2 separate regions of the Danio rerio genome follow, and region 2 is linked to region 1. The links are chromatin contacts, called in public HiChIP or PLAC-seq maps. All regions are on one chromosome and are shown on one strand. The core of a region is the stretch at or near the end of the contact, and the rest is flanking DNA. Distances in the headings are between cores, read along the strand shown. Region 1 has its middle 300 kb from the start of efnb1. Region 2 holds the start of efnb1 (ephrin-B1).

Region 1 (7,173 bases), core at 2,176-4,675:
AAACATGTGTTCTAAAGAGAAACACAGAAACAGAGAGAAATGATGTTCAGATGTGCGCGTACAAACCACTCACTGTGAGAGGACAGACAGATATGGATCAGCTGAAACTCTATCTGAACCGAATGTATTGAATTACATAAGAGATCTAAGGGACATCTTTTGTTCCCCCCACAGCAACAAACCCTCTCTTTCTTACACACACATGCGCATGCACAAAACAGTCAATTCAGCAGTCAATACATTAGCACTGGGACCATTAGGAGTTGTGTTATGGATTGTCAGACAGCGATTTTACAGCTTTTAAAAACAATCCCAGATATATAATTCAAATTTGCTTACTTTGTATCGATTCACACATACACCTAGCTGTATCACACTATAATAAACACACACACTCATAAATATTTTCATCCGTCAGACTATAAAATCCTGAAATGAAACATTTACACTCTAAACCGTGCCACCTCCTCGGCTCCGATGAGGAAACTTAAATTCACACTTAATATTCAGCACAGGTAATACATGTGGTGCATTCCTCTAAGGACTGTGCTCTTGTGTTTGTGCTTTGTGAGAGCATTAATGGCCTGTGAGGATCTGATAAAGGAAGAGTGGGGGTCTTGAAGCATCAAAAAGCTACAGGACGAAATATGTTAGACGGCAATGTAATATGCCACAAAAGTGTACAGCGGCTTCTCCTGAGAAAAAGTTGGAGCATTTAAATGTCACTAAAAGCACACAGAAATATGCACCGTTGCCGGTTTTCTCATCTATTTTTCATATCGACATAAAAAAAGCACACAAAGGGAGGAAGGGAGGTGTGAAAAAAGCTGCAAAAAGTGGTGGCGGGTTGAACTCTCCGGTGTGCCTTTTAATGCAGCACCAGTTTCACATGTTTTTTAACGCTGAAAAATCATCACTGGAGACCACGATGTGTCGAAACACATTGCCACTCACACACAATATCCAGACATGTTCAATAGAGTTTTACACTTGAAATAATAGAAATATAAATGTTATGGTAACACTTTAAAATAAGGTTGTATTAGTTAATGCATTTAAAAGCATGAACAAACAACAAACAATGCATTCAGTACAGTATTTGTTCATGTTATTTAATGTGATATCACTTTAGTTTAGGTCACAAACCATTAACTAACACTACTAGCTTAATAAGTGAAGTTTATTTATAAAATAATTTCGAGAGGATCACTTTCTTATGACTGCTTGTGGCTGGTCCTGCATTATTCAATTCATGATTCACCAATCAGACGATTCCTAAGCCACTATAAATACCCTAAGTTCCATATGACAGCCATCTTCGTTTTGAAGAATCCCCCCTTCCACCCCTACTTCTCCTCCTTTCCTAGATGGGTGGCACGGTGGCCCAGTGGTTAGCACTGTTGCCTCACAGCAAGAACGTCAATAATTTTAGTCTTTACCAAGTCAGCCAATATTTCTGTGCGGAGTTTATACGTTTTCCCCATGCTCACGTGAGTTTACCCTGTCCAAAAACATGCAACTTCAGTTAATTGACTAATTCAAATAGGCACCATAGACATGCACCTAGTAAGTAGTTATCTCTTAAGAGCAATCACTATCTGTTCATTAGCTACTACAGCAGGGAAGTTCTTGAGATCTACCTGAGCTCAAACTCTCCTCTAGCCTTACAAACTGGAGGGAGCCCCGGGCTCGAGGATCTTATGAGCTCAGGGCTCTCTCCTGGGAAAAACAAGCTTTATAATCAATCATCAGCTAAGTGTGAACTCTTGATACTATTAAGTAATCATTTAATAGTTAGGGTAGTAGTTGGGTTTAGGGATGCAAAATAAGATCAGACTTTATATAACTTGTAATGAACAGTTAGTATCTTAATATTAGGCAGGTAATAAGCCAGTAGTATTAATATAATAATTATAATAGCATGAATCGTGACCTAAACTAGAGTTAATGTTAACATTTAATAAAAATACAGTTGTTCATTGTTTGTTCATGTTAATTTACAGTACATTAACTAATGTTAACAGGTATAAATTTGGATTTTGGATAAGGCATTTATAAATGCTGTGGGCCACAAAGTAACGCAGGGTAAAACGTAATGCAGAGTTTTAAGGGATTTGCTCAGGGTTAACCATGGCGTGCTTTTGAGGTTTTGACCACAGTGTCAGCAAATGTTTTCCTGCCAATTATTAAAATAGTTGGGGAAAAAAATTTAAATCTGTGAAAGTATGTAAATGAAATTGTATATTGTTGTAGTTACCGTCTTCTTGGCTAAAAAATTTAACCGTTTTAAAAGATGTAAAAAAAAATAAATAGAAAAAAAACACTGAATGCTAGCCAGTTTTAAAGAAAAAAAGGTCACCGCAGGTTAGTTGTAACATGGTGTTACAAATAAGTCACACATTGTTGGACACCAATTAAACAACAAAATAATTGTTGAATTTTGAGTGTAATATTGAATTCCTTTTATGTTAAAAATGTATTTTAATAAAATATATTTTTTAATAGAAAATATAAATGTTATTACTAATAATGCAAATAAATGCATTGTATAATAATGGATAATAATGCAAATAAATCCAAATGTGTTTATCCAATAGATAAATAAATAAACATGCTGTGCTTTATAAGATAAAAAATGATTTAATGAATTTTGTAATGTGTTACAACTAACCCTCTGTCTGTTGCATCTTGCCCCACAGGTGGGGTAAACAGTAACATTTTTATTCCTGGCACTTTTGGCAATACTGCACAGAAACCATTTATTGAAGTGGCTTGTGTGTTGTTGGGGAAAAAATGGTTTGTCTAAGCCCATTACTTTGTTCATTATTTGGCCAAAACCAAAAAGTGTTACTTTGTGCCCAGTTTTATTTTTATTTTTTTGTATTGTTCATGATTAGTTCATATCACCAAATACATTAAGTAATGAAATCTTATTGTAAAGTGTGACCAACTTTATATATGTGAAAAATAATTTTACTATTCCTATAGTGCTCAAAGAATCTAATTAATCATTATGTTATTACTATATATTAAAGTTTTGATTACTTTTTGTACTTGATATTTTCTATAAATTAAGTAATAAAAAGATGAGGACAATGGACTGATTCTCCATTTAAACAACGAATCTCTCAACCAATTATGACACTTGGATTCTTAGTCCATGATCTGTTTCGAGTTTTAGAGACCTAAATATTTTGGAAATGAGTTTTAAATTGAAAATATGGATTCTTTTTGTGCAAACTCCGTTCAGACAATCAACAGATAAAAGTACATCATTTGCAGATGAAGGAGTCGCTAAACAGCCGTGTGTGCTGGTGGGTGCAGGGCTTTGTAGATGAGAGCGTATTGTCCCTTTAAGAGCACAAGTAGGTCGGCGGTCGCTGTGGCGTCGGCTGTGTCTGCGAGGCTAGTGATCTGATTGGTTGTGATTTGTGGGAGAGCTGATCTGATTGGTGGTGATGAGGTCTGTTTCACTGGGCCTGGCTCATGTGGGCCAGGTGTCAGAAAGCATCGTTTCCACACCAACGCATTACAATGAGACTGGAACAAAAGGGCTGACGGCGCAACCTAGAGAGAGAAGGGGGGGCACACACTGGGAGGACCGAGCGGGAGAATGGAGTTTAACTCCAGACTTGCCTGACATCATACTGAAAATGCAGATTGACCTCCGCTTTCCAAAGTGGAGTAGAACCGCAATAGGTCAAACTAGCTTCACTTTGAACCAGACAAAACAAACAGGAATTCAAATCAAAACATGCAGCAAACAAGCTTTCACAAACAAACCTACAAATTGCTGAAGGAACAAAATTATGTTATCAAAATCCAGGCCTTAAAGGGACAGTTCACCCCAAAAATTTAAATATACACACCATAAAGTTGTTTCAAACTTTTACAAAAACAAAAAAGATCTTTTGAAGAATGTTGGTCACCAAAAAATGTTATGTTCTGAAGTTATGTATTGAAGTGGGCTGACCATGTTCCTCAAAATATCTTCTCTACATCAAAACAAAGATACTCACACCGGCTTGAAACTGTTGGGTGGTGAGTAAATTTTCATTTTTGGATGAACTTCCTCTTTAACAATAACAACAATTTGCTTACAGATTACACTGGCGCTTATTAACATATAGTTTTTTTTTTATGTTTGCCTTTGTGTCTGCATGTCCTGTGAAGTGCAAATATTGACAGATAAGTTTTAACCAGAGGACCACTTCAGCCCATTATCACTTTGAAACATACGTGCACTGCCCCCTAATGGTTCCTTTCAACATTAAAAATGCACATGCCACTGCTCTGCAACAGATAAGAGAGTGCTCCTTTAACAATTATCCTTTCGAAATCTCAAATGATGAATGTTAAGACAATGCAGTGTCATCATCACTTAAGGGTGAAGCCACTGAGAAGCTGAAGTTTATTTACTGTACGGTGATCATTCAGAAGATCAATATGTGTGTGTGTGTGTGTGAAGTCACACAGCGAGAGGATGGTGTAATTATCTAATCGTTTCTGTTGAACGATCGCTCATCCCCAGCGTGGCATTTGGAAGACAGGCATCAGAAACTCATTTTAATGCCTATTATTAGTGCACACAATACTGAGAGTAGGAGTGGAGAAGTGAGAAAGGGAGAAGGGTGGGCGGCTCTCTGAATGTCAGATTCTCCTTTATTAACGCTGGAATTTTGTAAATCTAATTGAATGTTTTCTCAAGTTGAGGGGTCATTCAACACACACACACACACACACGCACACAAAACACACAAAGCAGTAATACACTCTTTAAAATCTATAAAAGGACCATTTTGGATTCCAAAATGAATCTTCATTGAACAGTTCTTAAAATATTAACTTCTTAAATGTAAACAACCCTAATTACCTATAATGCTGTTTCACACCAAAATGAAAGATTCTTTGGTTGTTAAAGGGCACCTATAGTGAAAATCTTTTGTAAGCCGTTTGGACAGAACTATGTGTAGGTATTAATTGTGTGTCCATAGTCATAGTGGGTGATATAAAGCCAATAAGTCTCTTTTTAAAAATGTTCTGACGTTAAAATAGGATCTAAATCCCTCCCAGTTTGAGGTCCACTGCAACATGTAGGAGTACAGTTTCCCCACCCACGAAATTGATTGACAGCCGCGTATTAACATGTCTCGGTAGTGACTTGTATGAACATATGCACAAGACAGGACGTGTGCAAAGCAACCAGGATTAAAGGATCTGTTCAGCTCGCTGTGATCATTAATCATCATCAAATGTGGTCAAGAATGAGTTTTACAAGTACAATTAGAAAAGAAGGCACTTTAATCCCGGTTTGTGGACGTTAATTCAGGTTTATTTTGTACAATAACATAAAGGAGATCCATACAGCAGTGGATATTATTGTGTATCCAGTCACATTTGCAATGCAAGAACAGTGCAAAGTACAATGTGCGCACTGTGTGTCCGCTGTCTGTGTGTGTGTGTGTGTGTGTGTGTGTGCGCGCACAAACTTTGTAACGGCATTGTGTGTACCTTATCATCACAGAAAGCCTTAAAATAACTCCACATCAAATAATAATTGGGAAAGTTCTTACTGTAGTATTTGTCACAAGCGTTATGTGAGATGTGCTTCCTTCATGTCTGTCACTGTGCTGTTTATCTGACGCAGCAAGTGCACACTCTGTATGACATGTGGGAAAAGTGGGTGAAAATTTTAAATATGCTAATAGGTATAATAAATAATCTGATGGTTGTTTTGAGCTGAAATTCTACAGACACAATCTGATGTGAAGACACAAAAGTCTTATATTAAATCGTGAAAATGCAGTTAAAAGAGGTGCCCTTTAAAGCTTCTTTATGGAACTATCAAAGCCAATAGAGAACCTTTTATTTTTTAGTGTACAACAACAGCAGCAATGATCACTGGTAATAACATATTATCATTGTATACATATATAATTATATGTTAATAAACAAGATTTGTTAATATTATTGTAATAACGAACCATTAAACAAATTAAAATGAGCAATTTTTTGGATGAAAAAAGCAATACAGAATTAGTTTTCATACTGAATATAACGATGTGATGCTGATATTATTGTGACATTTAAAATATTTCTTTCAATTTAGTTATGTATTGTGTATTTTAAGTTCCTTCATTTATTCAGCTTAGTCTCTATTTCAGCTCTCACCACAGCGGAATGAACTGCCAACTATTCCAGCATATTTTTTATGCAGTGGATGCCTGTCCAGCAGCAACTCAGCACTGGGAGACACCCATACATGCTCATTTACATACACACTCATATACTATGGCCAATTTACTTTATCTATTCATTTACTTCACCTTTATCACATCTTCGGCCGGTTGAAGAAATTGGAACACCCGTAGAAAACCCACACCAACAAGGGGAGAACATGCAAAATACACACAGAAATGCCAACTGGGCCAGCTAGGACTAGAACCAGCAACCTTGCTGTGAGGAAACAGTGCTAACCACTGAGCCACCGTGTCACCCTGTATTTTTAGTTATTTGGACTAATAAAATATTTTTTAATTAACATAAAATGACATATAGAAGGCAGCACAGTGGCGAAGAGAGTAGCGTGATCATCCCACAGCAAGAAGGTGGCTGGTTCAAACCCTAGCTGGGTAAATTGGCATTTCTGTATGGAGTTTGCATGTTCTCGCTGTGTTAGCATAGGTTTCCACCGGTTACCCACACAGTATTAAGACATGTGCTATAGGTGAATTCAGTAAGCTAAATTGGCCGTAGTGTATGTGTGAATGTACGAGTGTATGGGTATTTCTAGGAGTTGGGTTGCAGCTGGAAGGGCATCCGCTGCGTAAAACATATGCAGGATAAGTTGGCGGTTCATTCCGTTGTGGCGACCCCTGATTAATAAAGGGACTAAGCCAAAAAGAAAATGAATGAATAAATGAATGACATATAAAAAATATTAGGTTATGAGTATCGGACAGAATATACTGATGCACAAAACCATCACTGTAATACGAACACCATCTAACCCCTCCAACCTCTCAGTAATATCAATGTAACATGTTCAGATCAGTTACAGCTTATCTGACACCACGTTCTGCATTGATTTGCTCATATATGCATTGATTTCTTTCCTCATTCAACTCAGTTCACATGTCAGGAGCAGAAGCTCAATGCATCTGATCATCATGT
Region 2 (7,173 bases), core at 2,020-4,519, 300 kb before region 1:
GCAATAATCACAATACCATGAAACCGTGATGTTTTTATCCAAGTTTATCATACCGTCAGAATCTTATACCAGCCCATGCCTAATACTTATATCTATGCATGTAATTTACCAAAAAGATGATATTTAATTAATCGAACATATTGGTTTAAAAAACAAAGTAAATATAGTTTATATCTAGGTATAGTAATGAGCTAATAGGTAACAATAATGAGCTTTAGTTAAAGTACTCAACTTTCAATGTACACTTAAATGTACAAAGTACATTTAAAGTAGTCATGTAAATGTATTAGTGTGAATGTAGCTTTATGAATGATAATAAGATCATTATAATGTCAACAATATTTCTATTTCAAGTAAATTAGGTAAATTTAAACATAAACCCTATTTCCACAACAACTACAAAAAGCAGCATAGCTGTTGTCAACATTTATAACAATAAAATAGTTTCTTAAGCACCAAATAAGCATTACTCAAATTCAAATTTGCCATTGGTGGAATGAATGACACATCAAAAATCTCTCTCTATATATAATTTCACATCTTCTATTCTGCTAAAAAATAATAAATACTCGTTTGAAATGTATTTATTTATTTAAGTGTTGTAGCAATAACTTACAATATGGCTAGCGTTTTTTTATATAATCATTGTTATACATTGTTACAAATATTTTACAAATATACATTTTAATTGTAGTTTATATGCTATTTGTGTAGGCATGTCTGTGTTTTTATAAATGTTTTACACAAATTCAACGTGCTTATGTGTGGGTGAGGGCGTCAATGTGTGCTTTAGGTTTATTAGTAACTGTGTGTAGACCGCAGTGTGGCCATTTTAGTGAATAACTGCTGACAAATGCACTCCGGTAATTTCTTCTTGGGAGTTTGTGTGGTTATGCTTTCTCTGAGCTAGTTGCAACAAACATTTGCAGCTCGGGTTTAGCAGTACTAAACATTTGATCATCTCTGATACACAAAAATCATGTTTAAAAAAAAATAGGATAAAAAAGGGAAAAAAAGGACAAGCTGAAATGTCTTTGTAATAATCAGGTTAAGGTTAGGGCTATATTTAGCTCTGAGGAAAATAGGAAAAGGTCAGACATTTGTCCTTATGCAAAAGGACATGTAAACATTCCACAGAAAACTGTAGCATGAACAGAAAACACCAAAACCTGCCTATTACTGAAAATTCAGAGCCAGAGCTGATGACGTGCAGCCATAAACAGATAACATGACTGTGTATATATCACTTCTAAATGGGTGGCTGGCCTTTCAGACCTGATCTAAATGTGGGTAATGAATAAACTGACATTTCACACACACAAGAGCTCAAAGAGTAAAAGCTCCACCACACTCATGTTATCTAAACACACGCCGGAGGACCAAGCCTCCTCAAGACATATGGCTCTATGAAGAACCACACACACACACACACACACACACACACACACACACACACACACACACACACACACACACACACACACACACACAAACACACAAACTGACTGGTTGAAGAGCAGACTGACAAGACACCATATGTCATACAGAATTACATTTTATAAAAGGAAGTGGACGCAAAGATTAGTCATAAACGTTACTTGAATTCAGTTTGCCTGTAGATAAGAGGGGATAAAAAATATATAAACCAGCTTCTTTCAGAGTCACTTCATATTTTATTACACGTTTATTATTATTCTAATAATGTTTTAATGGACATAAAAGCCCCTAAAACTAAATCATTTGGTTTAACATTTAATAACAGATTTTTAACGCCGATAGGGGGCGGTATTGGCTACTGAAAGGATTAGCGTTATCTTTGTTTGACCATCAAATATCATTAGTGTCACTCTCTTGGATGTCTTTGGGATAATGATTCTAAATCTGTTATTAAACGCTTATAGTGTAGAGACCTGTGTTTTTCAGCTGTAAGCCGTGAACTGCTGTGAATATTAAATAGACTTATATATAATAAATGAGTCCAGAAGCACATATCCTGGCGAAAACATGCAAACTAAAGCGATATACTTGAACCAACGTGGTTTACTGGAGTAACCATAGTTACAGCCATCTTAACAAAAACAGACAGTTGATCTGCAGAAAGAAGACAGTTGGTATTTTAAACTCAAACACTTTTAAGGAACTTACCTTTAAAAATGTCAAGACTCGCTATATGTTTTGTACATCAATCTCGCAGATCAACTCTGAAACTGGATGTACAGGCAGGGACACCGTGTTGCGACGTCGCACTAAACGTGCGCGTTGATTGGTTGATTTTGGAATTGGGGCGGGGCTTAGCGGCTCGGTGGGAGTGGATGTGATGGATCACAAGCCACTGCGTTGTGAACGGTGTGCGGGACTGACTGCGGACGCACCGGATCCACGGTTGAGCTCCGAAAAACTCTAAACAAGATCCAAGGCTAAAAGACGCGTCATTTAACTCGCAGAGGAAGCACCGAACTGCTGGAGTTTCCCATCTGTTTATGTGCTTGAGACGAAACTGTGTGTGTGCACCTTTCATCACGCGAGCCTGGAGCGGACAGTAGCTGATACCCCTTCTATCAGCATGGACTGAAAACGCCAGATCATACAATAGAAGAAGCCGCACAACTCGGGAGTTTACTTTTTACATCTTCTTTTGGAAAGAAAATCCCAATGGAACTGGACAGATATTTTTGGCAGTCCTGTGACTGACAGTTGAGATTTGTTCCTGGCTACTTTGAACATGGATATAGGTCGGTAAATTTCGGACAAAAAAAACAAACAAACAAACAAAACAAAACTGTTGCATATACGCACCGTAATGATCTGGGATCAAATCTGAAAGGAGTCTAATTTTGAATCTGACACATGATCAGGACCGGATCTGAGCACCAACCCGAACCCCAACACGGGATTGATGGTTCTTATACCTGTGTGCATGTCACCCACCCCCTATCTGGCGTGATTTGACCTTTTGTAAGGCTATAGCTCAACTAATAGATGAGTACAATAAAACAGTCACGCGTTGGTGTCTACCTGAGTGCAAGGTAGCAGCGATTTTGGTTATAAGAGAAGCGTTGGCCCAGAAGCCACTTGTGAAACGTGCGACACCTTTTTATATCATCCAGGCAACGCTTGAAACATTGGATTTGGAAGTTGAGCCCCATGGAGCCCCTTCGCCTGGACGCATAACCCGCTCTGTTGCATGTGGTTCGGCAACCCGGAGTACGGTCGACCGAAAGGATCTTATCTTCTTGCTGTCTTTGTGTCTCTCCGAGAACCGTATACGATGGCTGGAAGTGACGGCTCGTGGAAATATTACCTCTGGATTCTGACAGCCATGTGCAGATACGCGTTACCCGCAGCCAAATCACTGGAGTCGGTCGTGTGGAATTCGCAAAATCCCAAGTAAGTGCACGAGCTCGCGTTTAAAGTCCTCTAGAAATGTAGCCTACGGTCTTAGATTTGACTTGGAGCGCTTGTGAAATTGACACACAGTTTGAGTAGTTGACCTGAAAGTGCCGTTACTCGCTGTCCGGCGTGATGACATGAAGCTCGAGTCTGAAGTGACCGTGCAGGCGCGCGCTCTCCCGGGATATATCACACATAACGCACAGCTGTCATATAGGAGACTCCACCGCTGCTGCTCGTCGACTCGCAAAACCCTTAGTCAAATCGACCGCAATGCTATGCTACTTAAACTTCGTTAAATGTTTATTGGAAACATCGAAATGTAAATGTCTTGGCTTCTCCGTAATATAAATGTAGCGTGTGGCCTTGACGCGGGCCTTCATTAGAGACTTCTAAAAAGAATTGAGAAATAAATAAATCTGCTACTGTCTAGTGTTGTTGTGGTTAGCAGGAAAACTCTTTCTCTCATTATTCTCGGCTAGTCCATCTTTTCCTCTTTTCCCATGAGAGACGAGCTGACTTTCCGCCACCGGCCTGCCCTAATCCCGGCGGCCCGGTGGCTCTTCGCGTCTGTCATATTGATCAAATCAGAGTTGTGTCGAGAGAGTTAATAGGTTTTTAAGCAGGAGTTTCCTAGACGCTCATAAAATCTCCCTGATTGCTGCTCATAAAACGTTCAAGGGAGCGTCCAACATGTTTACTTAACCTGAATAATGGCTGGAGACGCCACAAGCTTGACTCAACAGAATCATAAAGAATGTTTTTTGTTTGAGTTGCTTTTGCTAAAAAAAGTTATGTAGGTGTACTCTCATATGTAGCCAAGCTTAGTGATTTATATATGATCCAAAAGAGTTATTATTATTTAGACTTGTTAGTTGATTAATGTGATGGGTTTGTTTTGTTCTTTTGTGTGGGACACTGGCTCTGTCTCAAAACCTAATGAACTGCCTACCCTGACAACATATTTGGGGCATCCAAATTGCATTTTGGGGACTTCTTGCTTGGCAGCTCCAAAGGGTTTGAGACACAGCCGCTGAGTTATGAGCGTAAACAGGGGGACAGGAATAGTGCACATGTGTTTTTCATCTCGGGGGGAATATTTTAATTAAGGAGTCTCTCGGCTGGGCTTGTAAAAAAATGTACGAAAAACTCGAAAACTTTAGCATGTGAGAACCCGAGGGGCGACGCGTAAACATAAATTGTGCCTTTAAATGTAAAACCGCACCGTAAATTGCGAATGAGCATAAATTTATGTTGTTTTTGTTTTTCCATTTTTACTGTTCTCATGCGTAAACTGAGTAAAGAAGGAGGACGTGGAAAAACAGTCATCTGTCTGGGTAAAACTTTAAAAAAATTATGTAATTACTACATAATTAATGATTAACAAGTATTTTGTTTATTTACACTCAAACATAAATGTTATGTACGACTTAAAAATCAAATAAATCAAATTTGAAGATATTTAAGCCTGTAGGCCAACTTAAACTATATTTCAAAAACTTATAAACTAAAATAGTTAAACTAAACTTTTCGTAACCTAAAATTTTCAAACACTGCTCCCTAATTTATATATTATATTAAAAGTTCTCCTTTATTTATCTATTTACAATTTGCAAGTTTAAAACAAACTCTGAATAAAATATGTAGCCTATTTGTTTGCGACATGCAAGCACATGGGAGTATATAAAAATAATTGAGTTAATAAATAATAATACAAAAATAATCAATATTAATATCAGAGATTAACCACTTAACGAGATCTTAAAAACCAACAACATCTGAGCTTCTTGTCCTGCGAGAAGAAAACTTCAGCTCAGTCGCCGGAGCCCCTCTGTGTGTGGATTGTTTTACTCGTTGAAGCAGCTTTGAGCTCCACGGCACAGCAGATGCTCGAACCGGCCTGGTCTGTTTTACCACAGTTGCTGCATGTTGTTTTAACTAGTTAATGTTTATTTGCTCACAGAATGTGTGTATGCACCTGTGCACAAGCTTGTGTGTTTTACTAAGTCACAGGTTCAGAGATCCTCTCAAATATGAAGCAAATATATAATAAAGTGTGTTAAGTTTATAGGAAGAAAATATTGGAATTGGATGTAACTGATGGTGAATGTTTTACAAGAGACATGTCTGCATATCTCAATCCTACATATCATTACAAATCAGCACAGTAACTACATATACATAAGTTGTGTGGATGAATTAATCATTGAACTCAAAGATTATCTTAAGCACTCTCATAAAGACATATGGGCCTTGGGCAAACACACTCTCTGTAGCGGACATATGGGAGCGTCCACCACCACTAAGTCACCCTTTAAACCTCTTACCAGACTCTCAGTAGTAACACACACACACACACACACACACACACACACACACACACACACACACACATATCTCTCTCGTTCCCATAATAATGTGCCATTTGTGTCTTAGGTCGGACTTCTCTCAGACTGAATGCGAAATATAATTGAAGGACTGTAAAATTAGAAGAAAAAAAATAACTCTGTCTGCGTTCTCCACCCCTCAGCACTCTGATATTTATATCAGCAAAATGCAAAGTTTACTGAACGCTAAAGCTACCGCTGCGTTTTCTCTGGAAGAAACATTTGGTGGAACAAGAGCTTCACTGATTTATTCTGTTGACACAATTATGTAAATTTAATTACTTCTAGACACAACTACACATACGCGCTCACGCACAGACTTACTGCTGGTTTCAGATGTATAATTCTGTTCCTATCTGCATGGTTCACAGCTATAATTTGGACTGAGAAAAATGTAAAAGTGACACCCCTCCCCTCCCTTCCTCTGCCTTGAGGGAAGAAAAGAGAAGTGGAGTCTGCTGGGAATAGAGAGAAAGCGACAGACACAGAATAAAGTAGCTAATCATTGGGACAATTATCACATTGAGGCAGAGATTCCAGGTTATATTTTATTCCCTTAATGTGTCACACACACTATACACCCAATCAGACGCACACACAAACAACAAAATAAGGACTCGCTTCGCTTCCCAGTTACGTCATCAAATTCTTCTAGCAGCAAATTAATATAATTTCAGCACATTCAAGTTCTTGCCAGCCACTCGCTTATCAAGAAAACACTCTAGCTGTTTAGAAACAATTTTCTTGTGAACGACTGCAAATTAACTCCATTTCTTTCCGCTTTTGGACTTTTTTTAAAAGAACAAAGTAAGAGGGGAATCCATGATATATGTATGAATGTGCCTGTGTGTTTTGGCCTTTTTCCAGTGCTAAGGGAGGAGATGAGGAGCTAATTGGAAATCTGTCTCTCATTAGCTCAAAAAATGCTACTGAAGTACTTTACTTATGTGTGTGTGAGTGTGCATTCAAGCGTACCGGTTTGTTCATTTACCCAACACTTTGTGCTGCACAATTAGTCTTAATCAGCAACTTCTGTGTGCACATATAACCATCTAAAGCAGCAGTTAAACATCCTGTTTAGCTCATGCACACTCTTTGAAAATGTTTTAAACAAAATTAAACACCAATCTTCAAAAGGAAACTGATTTTCTTTCTCCTTTTTCATATAGTTTTAGGCCCCGTTCACACTAATATGTTTTCACTTTAAAACACACAAATTTTGCCTTCCGTCCACACTACCCCTGAGTTTTTAAGCCCCGAAAACGAAGCATTTTGGAAACGCTGACGAGGCCATTTTGGTTTTAAAATACTGCTTCTCTGTGTCAATGTGGATGGGGGAAAACCAAGACAAAACTGAGGTGTGGCTGCAGATATTCGTCTATCTGATTTAGGCTTT

Evidence for each region. HiChIP or PLAC-seq counts read pairs in DNA pulled down with a chosen protein or histone mark.
Region 2: an H3K4me3 HiChIP or PLAC-seq map of embryo shows a contact between it and region 1, with 3 times the contacts expected there. The contact joins the promoter of efnb1 here to the enhancer-like site in region 1. A contact is called at or near these places in 8 of 18 Hi-C or Micro-C datasets (caudal fin, embryo, fibroblasts and 2 more) and 3 of 4 datasets of contacts at active chromatin or transcription factors (caudal fin, embryo and gastrula embryo).

The regions. Positions count from the first base shown.
Region 1 is chr5:36,919,148-36,926,320 of GRCz12tu, reverse strand. No RefSeq gene overlaps it. Among named protein-coding and RNA genes, the nearest start is that of efnb1, 300 kb to the left of the region's middle. Within about 2 kb of position 3,425, at least 41 of the 62 cell types and tissues checked have an H3K27ac peak or open chromatin away from gene starts, as enhancers often do.
Region 2 is chr5:37,223,752-37,230,924 of GRCz12tu, reverse strand. It overlaps efnb1 (ephrin-B1), which reads left to right and starts at 3,269. Exons shown (of 5, transcript NM_131805.1): 1 at 3,269-3,387. The coding sequence starts at 3,269. LOC103911089 (a long non-coding RNA gene) reads right to left here and starts at 2,209. Exons shown (of 7, transcript XR_012406162.1): 1 at 2,146-2,209.